Linked DNA regions of Mus musculus: regions 1 and 3 are each linked to region 2. The links are chromatin contacts, called in public Micro-C and promoter capture Hi-C maps. All regions are on one chromosome and are shown on one strand. Each heading gives the region's core, a stretch centred on a gene start, on an enhancer-like site or on the middle of the called end of the contact. The rest is flanking DNA. Distances are from core to core; before and after follow the strand shown.

Region 1 (3,732 bases), core at 517-3,016, 610 kb after region 2:
TAGCTCCACTGGCTTTGAACTTGTGATCTTCCTGCTTCCGTTTCCTGATGCGCATCCCCAAATCTGGCTCAGACACAGGGTTTTTCACTACTCAATTCTCCTGGAATCTGTGTAGTGCATGTTTCTCGAAACTAATTTTTCTTTGGTTAGTTATATCTTTTAGTATGGAAGAACCCAGAAAGAGAATGTGGGAGGGATGCCTCCCCACCCCCATACTTGTCAGTAAATCCAAAATTGTGTTTGAGGCTGAGCAGTGATGGTGTTGCTGGTGCAGTAAGAGGCAAGGCCAGAGCCAGAAGCATTGAACTTCCATCAGGGTCGTCCAGGCACAGAGGCGGGATAGAATTGTGGTGGATTTAGCTATCCCCAACTTCCTTTGAGGACTCCACAATTAAGAACATCTCAGACTTGACGCTAATATCACCTCTTCCTCTACCGGAAGCCATGAGGGCAAATGTTGGTCTACACCTGACTGACAATGAGTCTGTGTCTACTCTAGGAGAGGCAATGAGAAACTTGGAGAAAGCGAACATCCATCTTGTCGAATTTATGGTCATCAAGAGAGACTTCTCGACCTAGTCGGTCATCAACTTTAAAAATAAACAGAAGCATGTTTTCATAGTCTCGGGCTGCAGAGAGGTGTCATTACAATAGCTGGGATTTTTTGGAGTCACTTCTTCTTCTTCTTCTTCTTCTTCTTCTTCTTCTTCTTCTTCTTCTTCTTCTTCTTCTTCTTCTTCTTCTCCTCCTCCTCCTCCTCCTCCTCCTCCTCCTCCTCCTCCTCCTCCTCCTTCTTCTTCTTCTTCTTCTTCTTCTTCTTCTCCTTCTTCTTAAAACTCAGCTGTGTAGAGAGTGTTTATAGTTATGCCCAACTTACAGATAAGAAAACCGAGGCACCGAATTGCTTAAGGTGACATATGCGGCTAAGCTGAGGTTGAAGAGAGCCCAGGCTGTCTGTCTATAGAGCCCAGACCCTGACTATCTTTCCTGTCACTATTTAGATGTCTTTGATTAACTCTTTGTCTTCTTATCTAGAACCAGGATCATTGCCACTTGACTCTGGAGCAGAAAAATACTACACTGTCTGAAACAGGTAAAAGCCTGGTGATATCTCCTCAGTGGGTGGTTGGGAGTTTGGAAACCGTCTGGTTCCTAGAGGCCTGACCCTTGCGTGCTCTAGATTCGTCCACATTGCAAGTCTATGGAGATGCAAGTTAATGTGTAGAAAATGAGGGTAATGTAAACACAATACCTCCCATGAAAACGAGAACCGGTTCCTGCAGAATGCGTTCCTTTGTTGTCCTGCAGAGAGCAGCTTTTCCAGTTTGTCCTGTTTGTACATCATCTCAGCAGTCCTTATCTGACTATAAATGCTTAGTGTTAGAAGGTCTCCTTCAAACCGGAGAGAATATTGTATTGGTTTCGGTTCGGTGTTACAGAAGGCATTTGAAATAAGCTCTTTTTAATGTGTCAGTCAAGCCAAATACATTTATTTTTACACTTTCACACGAGTGTACAACATATTGTGGTCATAGTCTTACCCTATTACCGTTCTCCCTCACGCTTGTATTGACTTTCTTCTTCCCATGCCTTTTTTAGCCCCACGAGGGCTGCTTGTGTGATCATGGCTATGGGGTGGGTCATTTAATTAAAGCAGGGGCAACTTACCAGTGGCTACACCACTGAAGAAATGGCACCCTCACCCCAGCAACTGTTAACTGCCACTAGCTCCTTGGCAGGGTGGGGTGGGGTGGGTGGACGCCTCAGGAGCCTCCCCTATCCACGGTGGAATGTTGAAGGGACCAATCTGACACCAGTTCTTTACAACATATGATTTTACTTTAAATTAATTTAACCCTTAGTTAAATCATTTAAGTTCTTTGGCTTTCAGCCCCACCGAATCTTCACCTTGGACTATAGGCTTGGTTGCCTGAGGCACATTTGGATGCATTGGAGTCATTTCTGTTACTCATTGTGCCTCTGACTGGATGAGGGATGCGAAGGAGGTGAAGTTTGGTGTCCTCCGTGGCTCATGTGCTTGAACATTCGTGCCCAGTAGGTGGCGCTGTTTTTCGAAGGTTAAGAAATCCTTAGAAGGATTCAGGTCGGGCCTTGGGCCTCTATTTCCTACAGGAGCTTTCTGTTTCCTGATCTGTGAAGATGTGAACAAGCCGCATGACAAGCTGGAGAGGCGATCCTCTGTTACAGAAAAGAGCCAGCTGAGCAAGGTGTGGGGAACAAGGCAGTTTCTCAGGTCTCCGCTTCAGTTTCTGCCTCCAGATCCCTTCCTTGGCTTTCCTCAGCGATCAGGTCATGGTAAGTCAAATTAACCCTTTCTTCTCTAGGCTGCTCTTGGTCATGCCGGCTTTATCGCAGCCATAGAAAATAAACCAAGAATGGGTTACTGTCGAGAGGTGTTGGAGGAGCGGGCTGACCTTCACAGTGTTGGGGAGTTGGCAGTTCAGAAGCCTCACACTAAACAACTGAGTTATTAGAGGATAGTTATATGGAGGATGAGTGAGTTTCGTGTGTTCTGTGAGGAGGGCTGGGGCTAGCTCAGCGGCAGAGTGCCTGCCTAGTGTATCTGAGACACTGAGTTCAACTCTTACACCACCCAGAGAACAAAATCCCAGAGTTAGGGAAGAACATTTGCAATGCATGTTCTATAACTAGGGGTCAAAGGTCTCAGGATGTGCACGGGGATGAGTTGGACAATGACAAAACAGGTATAGATGTAAAACTCCTCGGGTGGCTTCTCATTGCTACCCAGAGTGTGATGTGTGCAGGTGTGGAATAAGAACCATTGGCTTGCACTGGCTTGGGTGTCTGAGTGTGGGCAACAAGTCCAACATTCTGTGAAAAATGCCTCACCCCTGACTGTGAATAACCAGCAAATATACAGTGGGAGGTTTGAAATTCACCTTTGAGCACTGTCCTCGAATCTGTTTGACATTTTTTTTATGATTGACTTGGGTAGTGATGAATTCACAGATGATGGGAAGAGGAGTTTGGGGAGGGATATGGACCACAGAGTCAGGTGAGAGTTCTAGATGTGAGCCTTGGGTCTGTCATTTCCCAACTGGATGCTCTCCCTTTCTCCATCTTCTTCCCCCTCCCTTCTTCCCTCCCTCGCTCCCCCTTTCTCTTTCCTCTCTCTTCCTCATTGTTTTTCCACTTTATTGTAGTCTCTCATTGAACCTGGGGCTTGCTGCCTCAGTTAGCCATCCAGCAAGCCCCTGAGTTCTGCATGCTTCTGTCCCCCGCGCTGGGTTACAGATGTGGGCCACCATGCCGAGGTTTTTCTGGGCATCCAAACTGAAGTCTGTACAGACTCATGGTTGCCACTGAGCCATACTTCTAACTCTCTAAATAGCTTACGAACAGTTCCCTTAACCACACTAGCCTCTGTTTCCTAGTTTATTAAGAGAAGACAGAAAGATCTGACTTTGTGTAAAGACCAAATGACCAAGGTTTTCGTGGGAAGCACTTGTCAGGTGTCGGGGTACAAAGCTGGTGTTTCAGAAACTGCCAGCTGTTGTTGACATATGATCATTACTCTGGGAAGAATAAAGTAGGTAATATGTGGGGTCCCCAAATTATTGTAGGGACAAGCATGTGCTAAGATTTGGAATACTTAGGATTAACTAATCAGTTGTACGCAAAAAGAATAAGAGAAACCTCACTTAAGAAGAACTCATGTCAAAATGCCTTATGGATGAGTGTCTGCTTCAT
Region 2 (3,547 bases), core at 601-3,100:
CAGAATAAGCAAGATGGATTTTCTTTCTGGTTTTTTTTTTGGGGGGGGGGCGTTGTTTGTTTGTTCTTTGTCTTAAAGACAAAGTGTTTTCCTACTTGCTTAGTAGACCAGGCTAGCCCCAAACTCTCAGAAATCCTCCTGTCTCTGCCAATGGAGTGCTGGGATTAAAGGTGTGCACCACCACGCCTAGCTTTATGGTGGATTCTTTTTTTTTTTTTTCCTCTTTTTTTTTTTTAATTACGTATTTTCCTCAATTACATTTCCAATGCTATCCCAAAAGCCTCCCACACCCTCCCCCCCCCACTCCCCTACCCACCCATTCCCATTTTTTGGCCCTGGCGTTCCCCTGTACTGGGGCATATAAAGTTTGCCTGTCCAGTGGGCCTCTCTTTCCAGTGATGGCCGACTACGGCATCTTTTGATACATATGCAGCTAGAGTCAAGAGCTCCGGGGTACTGGTTAGTTCATAATGTTGCACCTACAGGGTTGCAGATCTCTTTAGCTCCTTGTATACTTTCTCTAGCTCCTCCATTGGGGGTCCTGTGATCCATCCAATAGCTGACTCTGAGCATCCACCTATGTGTTTGCTAGGCCCCGGCATAGTCTCACAAGAGACGGCTATATCACGGTCCTTGCACCAAACGCTTGCTAGTGTATGCAATGGTGTCATCGTTTGGAGGCTAATTATGGGTCTCTTGATGGTCCATTGTATGGATTCTTAATTCTCATCTCTTAGAGCTAACAGTCAGGATCTGCCATGCAAATTCAGACAGTAGAGTGCTCTAGGGGTTTAAAACTGTCGTCCCACCATTCATTAACGTCAGTGTCTACCTCCCAAATGGTACAGGCTTGTGCCACCGTGATCACACCTGGCTTTATATTTATTTGAAGCAAGGTCTCTGCCTCCTCGGTGTTAAGAACTCAAGTAGTCCTGCCATACCCAGGGAGAGATTATATCTTTATTTCACTTGGAATTTGACAGCAATAGCTCTTAGAAGCAACACAAAAACTGAATATAATGCCACACTGGCTCTGTACTAGCCTGCATATTTAATTCCAACCTACCTTGCAAGGCCAAAGGAATAGCTTCGATCTGGATCTTGGTGGGCTTTGCCCATCCCAACTGGTCACAAGCTTCACACAATACATCCGTAACACCCTTTGAATTCAGAAAACCATACTTTAGCAAAGAATACATCCTCACCTTTATCAGAGCCATCCTCCTGGTGATACGTAGCCCTTTGCACTTTACATAACTGTACATCTCAGACCCTGCTTTATATGAACACTATGGGACAGCGCCTTGAGACAATTTCTCTTCACCAGGGGCTGCTGTCAACTCTTTGCATGTATTATCTCATTTAACCCGTCAAATCAGTTCCGACCAGTGGCTAGCTATTATTCTACCAAGTGCCTCACGTGTATAAAGTGAGGCGCACACCATAACAACTTGCCTCTTGTAAGGAGGTCACGCGTGACCCTAGATAACATAAGGCTCTACAGTAACTGGGGAGAAAAACAAACGGGGGCTCTCACGACCCAGCGGCATCCTACAAGGCAAATGCACCCGAGGGAGCGTGAAGAGACCCCGAGTTTCTGACAGCCTGAAGATAGCATGAGCTAGGCCCCAAGGTGTTTTTACACACCACCGGCTGGGATATGAAGTACCCAAACCCTGGGTGAGCCTAAACGCCAACATCACAAAATAAATACCAGCATCACCCATTCTCACCAGGTCTTTAAATGTTTTCGTTTCCTCCTCTTCCGCAGCTGTCTGAAGGGCTCCAGAGGGGGAATCGGGTTCCTCGTCCGCCGCCATCTTGCTCGTGGGCTCCGGAAGTGGGGCCGAGGCGCAAGGCGTGCTGGGAAATGTAGGCGATTACTTTCCTAGAGTGTAGGTTCTGAACGCCTCCTGCTGGCGGGTCTGGCGTGGCAGCGCCCCACACAGGAGGGACTTGGAAGAACAGCAATGGCTGGAAGCCTGTGTGCCTAAGGAACTGAGACGATCCCTTCTTGCTGCCCTTTGGGTATCTGCCCTATTTTTTATTTTTTTAAATTGGTTTCTTGAGGCAGGATTTCATTCTGCAACTTCGGCCTTCCAGGGCCTTGGCTGTCTTCCCTTTGGCTTATCACTTTTCTAACTATAGAAATGTAAACACATGGACATCACGATACTATTTATTCATTACTTCATATATTTGACAACTGACAGCCTGCCATATGCTTGGACTGTGCTAGGTGTCTAATGATAGAGCAGGACAGTATCAACTTCCACTGCAAAGAGAAGGCAAACAATACATAGGTAATAATGGGCCACTTTGAATTATGAAAAGTGCTACATAAAAATAGGGGAGCAAAGCTTTGGGAGAAAGAATTGTCAGGATTGCTGCAAGACTGAGAAGGTGTCTCTGAGGCAGTGATATTTGAGCTGGGACCTTACTGATACCAGAAAGGCCGTTCTGAGTTCAGGGGACACCTATTCAAGACTGGCAGATCTGAGCCGAGCGTGGTGGCACACGCCTTTAATCCCAGCGCTTGGGAGGCAGAGGCAGGCAGATTTCTGAAACCCTGTCTCGAAAAAACAAACAAACAAACAAAAAACTGGCAGATCTGTGAATACAAAATTCCTGAGACCCGTGAGATATCTGAACTGCCACCACTTAAGCTAGTGAGGTACAATGTATGTTACATGCCCTGTGCCTGCAAGTGTACCCTAGTGGGGAGGCATTGGCATTCTCAATGTGTGGGGCACACTTTCTGAAACTGAGGCATTAGAGACAATCTGCTATGCTTTTCTTCGTGGTATCCCTTTCTCTGGCAGAGTGTGTTGTTAAAATGTGCGCAGCGCATGTCAAACATACCCTTAAGAGTATTTAGGGCTCCAAGTCCTGAGGCTGTTGTGGGAAAGGCCATAGATTTAAATATAATATAACTAAGATTGGGAGTGGTGGCCCATGCCTTTAATCCCATCACTCAGGAGACAGAGGCAGGTGAATCTCTGTGAAGTGGAGGCCTGCCCGGTCTACATAGCAAGTTCCAGAACAGTCAGGGTTACTTGGTAAGACCCTGTTTCAAATATATATTATATGTGTGTTATATTACAAGTGTGTATGGATGGATGTAACAACCTTCTACTAAAACACAGAGAAGCAGAAACTACACTTGAAGAGGTTTGTGATGATTGCCTGTGGAGGGAGGGGAATTAAGATAAAATGCACAAGTCGGAATTCAGAAACAAAATGACAGAAGATAAAAGAATAAATAGAAAAAGCCAAGGGAGGGGACTATGGTGGTACACTCCCTTAATCACAGAGCTTGGGAGGCAGGGGCAGGCAAATCTCTGAGTTCAAGGCTACCCTGGTCTACAGAGTGAGTTCCAGGACACCCAGGGCTATACAGAAAAACCCTGTCTGGAAAAACAAACAAAAACCATTGCTCTCATTCACCATGATGCTGGTCTTCAGAAAAGAAACTGGGAAAGGAGACTGCCTCAGAGACAAGAGGCGGTCTTTGTTTCCCTGACTCTAGAGACAAAATGGATGTTAA
Region 3 (3,651 bases), core at 100-2,599, 590 kb after region 2:
ACCTTTATACATTGGAGAAGGAGAGGTGATCTCTCAGTTCCCAGGAAAGTGTTCAGTAGTCTGATACTCCTTGCTTTTATAGTCACAAATTTCCCCTTAAGTTTAATAGAAAACATTCAAGTAATGCTTATAGGTAAACAAGGCTTCATACACACGACCACATCTGTCACCTCAGCACTCAGGAGTCCAGGGCTGCAAGGTCGTGAGTGTCAGACCAGCACAGACTACAGATAGCTCAGAAAAGTGTGTAACATACAACTCATCTTTCCTGAATTTGTAAGCCAGGAAGGGATGTACTGTGTGTTTCCACTCAAGGAAGGAAGATTTACACGGCATAGACTCAAGTTATAGCCACCCAGAAACAATGCAGCTTTGTATCCGCTTGGGGAAGGCGGGGTAGAGCAGGCAGGTACTTGGCTGACTTGTTGGGTAGTCACTGGTGTTCCACCAATCAGCTCACTGTAGGAACTTGAAGTGGTTCTGTGTTTGGTCCCAAGTGGAGTAGCTGAGTGTAATCATACTGTATTTGGAGAAGAGCATTCATTCACAGTAATTAATGATGGGGGTGGGTCAAGAGGTAGGGGTTAGTCTTGGCTACATAGCGAGGTCCTATCTCAAATAAGTAGTAAATAAACCCATACATACATACATATATGTATATTTGTATATATATATATATATATACACACATATCCAAATAATCTAGAATAATCTAGAAAGAAAGCCATCTCTGCCTTTCTCTTTTCTTTCTACTTGAATGGAGATATGATATCTAGAATCTCCACAGCCCTGTAGAATATGTTCTTCAGAACATCCAACATATAATTAGATATGCATAAAACTATGTATTATGGGAGCTGGAGAGATGGCTCAGCACTGGCTGCTCTTCCAGAAGTCCTGAGTTCAATTCCCAGCAACCACATAGTGGCTCACAACCATCTGTAATGGGATCCAATGCCCTCTTCTGGTGTGTCTGAAGACAGTGACAGTGTACTCATACATAAATAAATCTTAAAACAAAAACCTCTCTGTATTATGGTTATATACATTGTAATATATGGTTATTAAGCCTAAGATACAATTTAGCCAATAAACCCACTCTCTCAAATTTAGTTTTTATTCTTAATCTCATCTGAAATTTATTTTTCTTCTTTCTAAAAGGGGAGGAGATGATGTGAGTGATTTCTTTTGAAAAGTTAGGAGGGAAAGCCAAACAATACTTTTGTCATTTCCTCTAGGAAATGCGGAAGGAAGGCTGTGGAAACTTCCTGTCTCTGTGCAGGCCACAGTGACCCCTAAAGCCAGGTCATTGGGGCCTCCAGCTCTGATCCACAGTTGCTGACGCATGCGTGGGAAGACAGGGCAGGAGAGGAGGGCGGAACCCCTCTTGCTGTGGCCTCAGCCACCCGTGCATTTAGAAGCAGATGAACAAATCTGAGAAGATGGCTTCGTGTGGTTCAGGCAGTGTGTCCGCCACAAAGTCTCACTGCCTCTTGAGTGATGGGTTCTGCGTATTCTTAGGAGCCTGCATCCTCGCAGTCTAACTGAAGAAGTTCCCTTGGTCACAGGCTGGTTTGGAGCCATCCATGTCCATGCAGGGCTGATTCCAACTTAGAATGATCACAGCCCTTTAAAACTGAGCCGTTACTGCCATCTGCTGACTAACTATGGACAAGTTTCCTAGGCCCAACAAACCTGGCAGGAAGGGGCTCTGCTGAGGTGGGAGTGGGTGGGATGGCGGGAGAAGCGTCTGCTGAGGTAAAGGGCACTTCAGTGGTGGTAAAGTGGGTGGAGGTAAAGCCCTCAGTGATAGTACAATTTCTTTTTTCCTAACAAGGGAAGACTTTATCAGTTTTTTTAAAAAAAGAATAGTTTACATTTTTTGAAAAACTTCCCTTTTTAAAAGATTGTCTGCACGCATACCAGAAGATGGCATCGGATCCCATGGGACTATAGTTACACACTTTGTGAGCTAGCACATGGGTGCTGGGATTTGAACTCAGGACCTCTGGAAGAGCAGCAGTGCTCTTAACTGCTGAGCCATCTCTCCAGCCCGGTGGCTTATGTTCTGAAAAGTATTTTGTTTCTTTTCAGTTTTCCAAGACAATCTTACAGTATAACCCTAAGCTGGCCTCCAACTTGTTAAGTACCCCAGGCTAGCCTAGAACTGGCCATGCTTTTCTTTCTGAATGCTGAGGACGGCAGGTATGAGCCAGTGTGTTCAACTGAAAACCTATCTGCTTCTATCTCTTTGCCTGAGTGTCTTTCTTTCCTTCTTTCCTTCCTACCTTCCTTCCTTTATTCTTTCCCTCCCTCCCTCCCTCCCTTCTTCCTTCCCTCTTCATCCCTGTTACTCCTCTCATGCCTCTTCCCACTGCCCCCTCTCTTTTCTCTTCTCTCCCTTCTCCTTCCTTCCCTTTCTCTTTCTCCCTCTTTCCATTGTTTGTTTATTTGTTGTTTAAGACAGGGTCTCATGTAGCCCAGGTTGGCATTCATCTCACTATATAGCCAAGGCTGGCCATGAACCCTTGAAAGTCCTGCCTCCATCATCTGGCTCTTCTCTTTGGTCTTTCCATCAACCGGAAGAAGTAGGAGAGGGTGTGACTCTCCAGTATATGGGTGTAAACACAGTACCCAGGCTCCCCAGAGGTGAACTGGCCCAGGAAGAGGCAAAGCCTCTGCCCTGGCTAAGGTGCCTTCTCTCTCAAAGCAAGCTTCTTTACCATCACAGAGCCAGAAAACCCCTACTGCCACCATCCCCTCCCACCCTTCCCTCCTTGGGGAAAGTGGGTGGTTACGGCGGAAATTAAAGAAGTGGAAAGGCCTCTATCTTCAGCAGGTAAGAGGAGGCCAGCCTCTTGGCACACACAAGGAAGGAGAGTGGTGCTAGGCAGAGCTGTTCACAAGCCTACCTTCACTCTCCAGGCGCTGCTCCACACTGCTCAGAGACCTGGGCCAGTGCTGGTTGTGGAAGCCACTCTGCCGCTCTACCGGGAAGGGGCCCTGAGGACCCTGAGCTCGGATCTCCTTTGGGGAGCTCGGCAGGCCTTCCTCCTTCTCGGCCACCCTGAAGAGTGTTCTCCAAGAAGACTTCTTCTTGCCCAAGCTGATGTTCTTTTCGCTGGAGGGGGAACCTCTGCAAGGCAATGATACCTGTGTCCAGGAATCAGTTGACCAAGTCCCCAGGGCTTTCTGGGACAGACTCCTTGTTCTGGAGAGCTTGGGCGAGAAGACAGCCGGGGTGTTCTTGAAGACATGGTGTCTGGCGTAGAAGGCCAGGATTTTGAACTCTATGCTGTTTGGATCATCATCCTCCAGGGGAATGTCTTCCAGGTCATACACACTGGTGCTGCACATGCTGGGTCTGGAACGACAGAGGGCAAAGGTGCTTAGCGTGGGGGAGGGGGGCATTTGCTTTGCAGGTTAAGAGAAAGCATGGGGGAGACCTGGGAGAGCATCTTTTGGCTCTGAGATCACATTGTTAGGATAGGCAGGAGTAACCAGTGTCAGAAGAGCCTGGGGTACTTAACAAGTTGGAGGCCAGCTTAGGGTTATACTGGGACGGGGGGGGGCAGGGGGGGGGAGACAGAAGCATACACAAGCCAGGTAATGACAGACTACGGGCTCTAACGGAGGGGAAGATAGCTGGGT

The links. Promoter capture Hi-C pulls out the DNA fragments that hold promoters and counts their contacts. Hi-C and Micro-C count contacts between places; a contact is called where the count stands out from the background.
Region 1: a promoter capture Hi-C map of liver shows a contact between it and region 2, with 3 times the contacts expected there. The contact joins the promoter of 4933406J09Rik here to the promoter of Ddx47 in region 2. A contact is called at or near these places in 3 of 39 promoter capture datasets (liver and maxillary cranial neural crest) and 1 of 115 datasets of contacts at active chromatin or transcription factors (pancreatic cancer cells).
Region 3: a contact with region 2 is called in a Micro-C map of embryonic stem cells, with 2.2 times the contacts expected there. The contact joins the enhancer-like site here to the promoter of Ddx47 in region 2. A contact is called at or near these places in 4 of 39 promoter capture datasets (the 3T3-L1 cell line, 3T3-L1-derived adipocytes and maxillary cranial neural crest), 1 of 484 Hi-C or Micro-C datasets (embryonic stem cells) and 1 of 115 datasets of contacts at active chromatin or transcription factors (microglia).

What each region holds. Positions count from the first base shown.
Region 1 is chr6:134,401,449-134,405,180 of GRCm38.p6, reverse strand. 4933406J09Rik (RIKEN cDNA 4933406J09 gene) reads left to right here and starts at 1,766. Exons shown (of 9, transcript NR_153848.1): 1 at 1,766-2,316. The region is part of intron 2 of Bcl2l14 (BCL2-like 14 (apoptosis facilitator)); the gene reads right to left.
Region 2 is chr6:135,009,915-135,013,461 of GRCm38.p6, reverse strand. It overlaps Ddx47 (DEAD box helicase 47), which reads right to left and starts at 1,850. Exons shown (of 12, transcript NM_026360.3): 1 at 1,734-1,850; 2 at 1,067-1,160. The coding sequence starts at 1,820.
Region 3 is chr6:134,423,324-134,426,974 of GRCm38.p6, reverse strand. Bcl2l14 (BCL2-like 14 (apoptosis facilitator)) reads right to left here. Exons shown (of 7, transcript NM_025778.3): 3 at 2,913-3,364. The coding sequence starts at 3,357. Among named protein-coding and RNA genes, the nearest start is that of 4933406J09Rik, 22 kb to the right of the region's middle. Within about 2 kb of position 1,349, at least 39 of the 459 cell types and tissues checked have an H3K27ac peak or open chromatin away from gene starts, as enhancers often do. A contact at or near this core is called in embryonic stem cells, where this site is marked.